2 separate regions of the Zea mays genome follow, and region 2 is linked to region 1. A link is a contact called in public Hi-C data. All regions are on one chromosome and are shown on one strand. The core of a region is the stretch at or near the end of the contact, and the rest is flanking DNA. Distances in the headings are between cores, read along the strand shown.

The links. A called contact is a pair of places that touch in the nucleus more often than the background predicts.
Region 2: a contact with region 1 is called in a Hi-C map of leaf, with 4 times the contacts expected there. The contact joins the enhancer-like site here to the promoter of LOC542670 in region 1. A contact is called at or near these places in 2 of 25 Hi-C or Micro-C datasets (both in leaf).

What each region holds. Positions count from the first base shown.
Region 1 is chr4:129,515,103-129,517,802 of Zm-B73-REFERENCE-NAM-5.0, reverse strand. LOC542670 (somatic embryogenesis receptor-like kinase 3) reads left to right here and starts at 1,325. Exons shown (of 11, transcript NM_001319769.1): 1 at 1,325-1,559; 2 at 2,263-2,395; 3 at 2,482-2,553. The coding sequence starts at 1,475. It overlaps LOC109945802, which reads right to left and starts at 1,432. Exons shown (of 2, transcript XM_020552160.1): 1 at 1,330-1,432. The coding sequence starts at 1,432.
Region 2 is chr4:129,706,399-129,709,098 of Zm-B73-REFERENCE-NAM-5.0, reverse strand. No RefSeq gene overlaps it. Among protein-coding and RNA genes, the nearest start is that of LOC103655498, 30 kb to the left of the region's middle. Within about 2 kb of position 1,343, at least 17 of the 20 cell types and tissues checked have an H3K27ac peak or open chromatin away from gene starts, as enhancers often do. A contact at or near this core is called in leaf, where this site is marked.

The DNA of each region.
Region 1 (2,700 bases), core at 76-2,575:
TCAATCCGAATCTAGATTTGTATTCGACAAAACCGTGGAATATTCTATACTATCCATATTCAAGAAGGAAAAAGTATTCCATGAAACCATTAAAAAATATTTTTATTCCAAACTACAAATTACAAATGATTTTATTTTTCATAATATGCTAGAAAAATTATGTACACCATTTAAAGTATTAAAAATATTTATATGATAAATAAATAATTATAGTAATGTTATATTACTAGTGACATAAAATGATAAAATTAATTAATATTAAAAAATTAATTCTAAATACATTACATTATTGGGATTTTTTGAGTCCAAAATACAAATATACCTAGTATAAAAAAATATTTAGAATCCAAAATATCTAATCAACTACAACTCTTCACTTTACAATATATAGATTGATTTGTTCATTATTTTTATTTAAATTTTGGTGCACACATTCATATACTTCATTCATTTTGGAATGACATATTTAAATTTCTTAACATTTTTACTATTTTATAACAATTAAATGAATTACTAGATATCTATTTATTGAAATTGTAAAATAATATGTAAATGTGGTACATATATTTATAAACATGACATAAATTTTTATTGTTAAATACTATATTTTTATTAATGAATATGCTAATAAGGTATCTATTGCTATGATTATAATTTACTTGTAACATGATTTTTTTGTCACCTATAACAAATTAATAATCATTATAATATTATGTTCTAAGTCATGTGAGTATACGAATTCGAACTATTCATTTTATATTTTATTTGATAATATTCGTATTTATATCTATATTTAAATTAAAATATGATAAATAGTGACCATTCAAATTCATATTCGTGCATATCCAATTCGAATCATCTCTAATAATAACGAGACCGGCGTACCGAGGACCGTGTCCACGTGATTCCTGGCCCCGGTCACCTCGCCATGTCAGCAGATGCCCGCCCCGGTGGGGCCCGCGCCTCCCCCTCCCTCCTCTCCGTCCACTAGCCACTAGCTCCATCAAAGTCACCCACCCCACTCCCCGGAAGCACGCCGACCATCACCCGCGCCTGCACCTTCCGTCACAACCACTCTCTCGCTTCCAGGCGGGCCCAGGGTTTCTCTGGTCCCGCACGTCTGTCACCTGCTGTGGAGGTCACCGCGGTGGAGCGCCCCCTTCTTCCGTGAGCGTAGGCGATGGTCCCACCGCGTAGTAGAAAAACAATTTAGGTCGGGACATGCACACATACACACGCGCACAGCCGCACTCGGTTCCAGCTACAGAGAATTCGTCCAGGAAAGTAAAAAAACTCCCCCATTCGCGAGGGACAGGAGGGAGGAGTCACCGCGTGAGCTCAGGAGGAAGAGGGAGAAGGAGAGGCCGCCGGCGGCGGCGCGGCAGACCGGGAACCGCCGTGTAGCACTGGGGTGGTGGACCCGCGCGCCCATGCGTCGGTGAGGTGGTGGGGCCCGCTTGGCGCTCGAGTTGGAATGGCGGCGGCAGGGAGGTGGTGGGCGGTGGTCCTTGCGGTCGCGGTGCTGCTCTGGCCGGGCCGGGTCGTCGCCAACACCGAGGGTGAGTCCTCCTGCTTCATCTCATACGCACTAGTAATGGTTTGGATTTATCCCAAGTTTCGTTGGATTTCGTGGAAAGCGTAGAATTTTTGTCCTGTGAAGTTTCTTTCGTTATGCCATGAACTTCTCTCGTTTGGGCGTTCAGTCTTCAGTACATCTTTGAGTCTACTTCCGGTAGCGAGGCAAGAGAGACCACCAAGCATAGCCTAGTTCGTTTGTAAATGGAAATTATGGTAATATCGTCCTCCAGAACTAAGGAGTTCAATTGGATTGCTAATGTTGACTTTGAAGTGGGATTGTCTGACCGGTTCTTTCTGCTGGTGACAGAAACACTTTTTGCTAGTTCTGCGGTTGGGATGTTATTGATCATCTGTCTCCAGAGATGGAAATTGAAAAGTATAGTTTTGTAGGATGTGTCCCCATGGTCTACCATGAATAGAAGAACATCGGATACTGTAGTACTAATAACAATGGATAAGGGCATAAGGCCAACTGTAATAACTACTAATCTCTGTGATTTGTGAACTTCCCCTTTTCTTATCTTTTCTGTTTTGGAAATTTCAATCGCATTGCTTTTGCCTAGGCAGCATACTTTTTTTCTACAGATTTTGCATACAAGCTCATCACCTGTAGAATTTCTTATATGTTTGTTCATCTTAACTGGAAATATACTTGCTGCTGATCATGCTACCTTTTGTCCACAGGCGATGCTCTATACAGCCTGCGGCAGAGCTTGATAGATACGAACAATGTCTTGCAGAGTTGGGATTCCACTCTTGTTAATCCATGTACATGGTTTCACGTTACGTGTAACAGCGATAACAGTGTTATCAGAGTGTAAGTCGATGAAAAAGCTCTCATATATTCATTTCAAAGTGTTAGTGATGTTCTCCTTCTGGTTCTAAATGTCCCCACTTTCACAGTGACCTTGGAAATGCACAATTATCTGGCGTCCTAGTGCCACAGCTTGGTCAGCTGAAAAATCTCCAATATTTGTAAGTTCTGCATGTTTTGTTTTTTCTAACTGTTTCAAGATGTGGATTTTCTGTCTCTTGTACGCAGCGTCAGAAAAAAGGGAGTACCCACTGCCGTAGGCTTCCCGCACTGTGCGGGGTCTGGGGAAGCGTCAGAATTTTCAAAAA
Region 2 (2,700 bases), core at 94-2,593, 190 kb before region 1:
CAAATTGAATTTAGTTCCATAAGTTAATCATCAGAGAGTCCTGAGCTGCTCATGACCGTGAGCTCGGCTAGTATACCAGTTTTACACTCTGCAGAGGTGGTACCCTTTACCCACAAGTCATGTTACCCATCTGCCAAGGGATCGCGACTTCCCATACACCTCTACCGAGGAGGCGAGGCAGGGTAACACTACGAGGCCTTTACAAAGTTCCACTAGCTTCAGAAAACCCGCTACAGTTTATAGGAAGCTCCAATGCAGGAATCCCTTGCAGGACCGCCATCGCAGCAAAATCCTCCCGAGGGCCTCCCTACACTGACCACTCCCCTACTGCCCTTGCCCCTTTCGGGTAAGGTAGTCCTCCACTAGCTTTCCTAATTAGTCAGCCAAGGGCGTCCCATTAAACCCTTGTGGTGGCACGTGGTTCTCAAGTTAAGCTCTATGTTCCAATTAACATTTAATGATCTTGTCATGAACATAAATAGAATAACAACATAATTGGAACATAGATGTAATGAAATATTAAACCAAAACCATATAAAGCAGTAGCAGAACTACCCAAGTGATCCAGGGGCAAACAAGGTATTCAGGATGAACAAACTAGGGTGACCTATTGGGTCCCATCAAAATTAACCTATGCAGATCATTATGATTAATCCGAACATGAGTAGGTAAAAGAAGTGATCAAGGGCACAACTTGCCTGAGACTTGAGATTCCAGGTACCAACTTGCTCTTTAGATGACACGTGTCCTCACCGCTAAACGTAGCAATACAAACATACATGGTATAGGCAAAATTAACATCACACCAAACATAAGAACAAAATACATATTAATAATCTACATATTAAAATGAGATCACTGGAACATGAATTATTAATTTTGGAGTTATGGATTTTAAGTTATGAATTTCCAAAGGTTTCATGTGGTTGATACAGGATTAATTAAGAGATAAATTTTAATGTGGCTTTCATGTCAAAACAGTGGAACTATTTGATAAACAATAATATTACAAAATTATAGGAACTGGAATGGGTTAATTTGGACTTAATATGGATTTTATATGAATTAAACGAGTTTCTGGGATTATTTATATAATAAAAAATCAATTTCCTAATCATTTATTCATTTTTACTAATTTCTGAACTGCGCACAAGATATCACAAGAGTCCAGGGGCAATAACGCAAAAGTGGCCCAGACTCAAACTATACTGCCGCGGAACTGCGGGTTGTTTTCTGGATAGTGTAAGGACTCTTTTGTAAAACGGGTCGGCTGAAGGGGTATGGGTCATCTTGTAGCCGTTGGATTTACAATCCGAGTGCTCGGATTAGATTTACCTCACTGATGAACCAGTATTGAATACGGGCCACCGGATCCGAGATCCATGGTTAAAAATCGTCCACGCCGATGATGCACTCTATCCCGTCCGATCCCAATCCGACAGACCAGATCAGGATACGCGAAAGGGGTATGCGTGTTCTCATCACAGCCGCACAACCCAGAATCCACGATCCAGCCACTGTCATCCTCCCATCCGCCCGACACCTGGGAGCAGACTCCAGCACGGGGAAAAGCTCATTGGCGCCGCCACCGTAGCACCAGCAGACAAGGAGGCACGTGGAGAGGCTAGTCTAGAGCCGGCCTTGGTGGATGCCGCCAGCGTCCCGCCCGCCGGTGAGCTTGTTTGCTCGGGCCCGGTCGAGGAGCACCATGAAGGTTCAACGCGTGGGAACGGTGCTGGCGGGGCGAAGTCGAGCAGTTTCTGGAGGTTGGTTCGGATGGTCATGGAGGAGAGGAAGTAGCGGAAGATCATGGAGCAGTCGATGGGGTCGTTCCCGAGCAGTCTGCGATGGCCCATTCGCTGGACGAGCGGGATGGTCGCGCAGGGTAGCATGACGATGGTACGGTAGATGCCCCCGTAGAGCACGGCCGTCGCGCGCGAAGATTCCCACCACCGAGAGGTTGTTGCCGTAGCGCAGGGAAGACACTGCCGGCGCCATCACCTGTTTGGTTCTTCGGCTCCCAGTGCGACGCGTCGATTGTTCCATGGACATCTCCCACGAACGGCAGCAGAACGGGAGCCACAGCGTACGCCCTCTCTCTCTCTCTTCTATCTCCCATGCGATGGCGCTTGCATGAGGATGCAGAACACAGCGTTCTTTTTTTTGGAAGAACTGGGGATTTGGAGGGATGGCTCGGCTGGTCGTATAAATACACCGAAGGTGCCGAGTTCCGGCCGAGGCGGACGTCAGTTAGGTGGTTACAACTGCTCGGGTTGTTACGATCTCTGGATTTTCTGTTGATGTCCGTTTCGCGGCACGAGATGAATAACGACGTGAGCAACAGGAGCCCCACGCGCGCTCGCTAACGTGCTGGCTTGAATTTGCATGATGACGTCACTCCTTGCATCAGCCTGACATAAGCTCCGTCTAGGTGAATAAAGAAAGTGGAAATTCATGTCTCCTATGTGGCACGTATGGAGTAGTAGTTTTATTTTTTTTTTGTTTCTCATTTTCCGATTTCAGTTTTTAAATCCTAACTTCAAATTTTTATTCTAGGTTTTAGACTTTGATAAAATTCACAACAAATAGACAAAATATCCAGCATGAGATGCAAGTATTCATTTTATTTTATTTATTCATTTATTTATTATCCTACATAAGAAAATGTTTTTGGATATGTATAGCACACATATAATTATT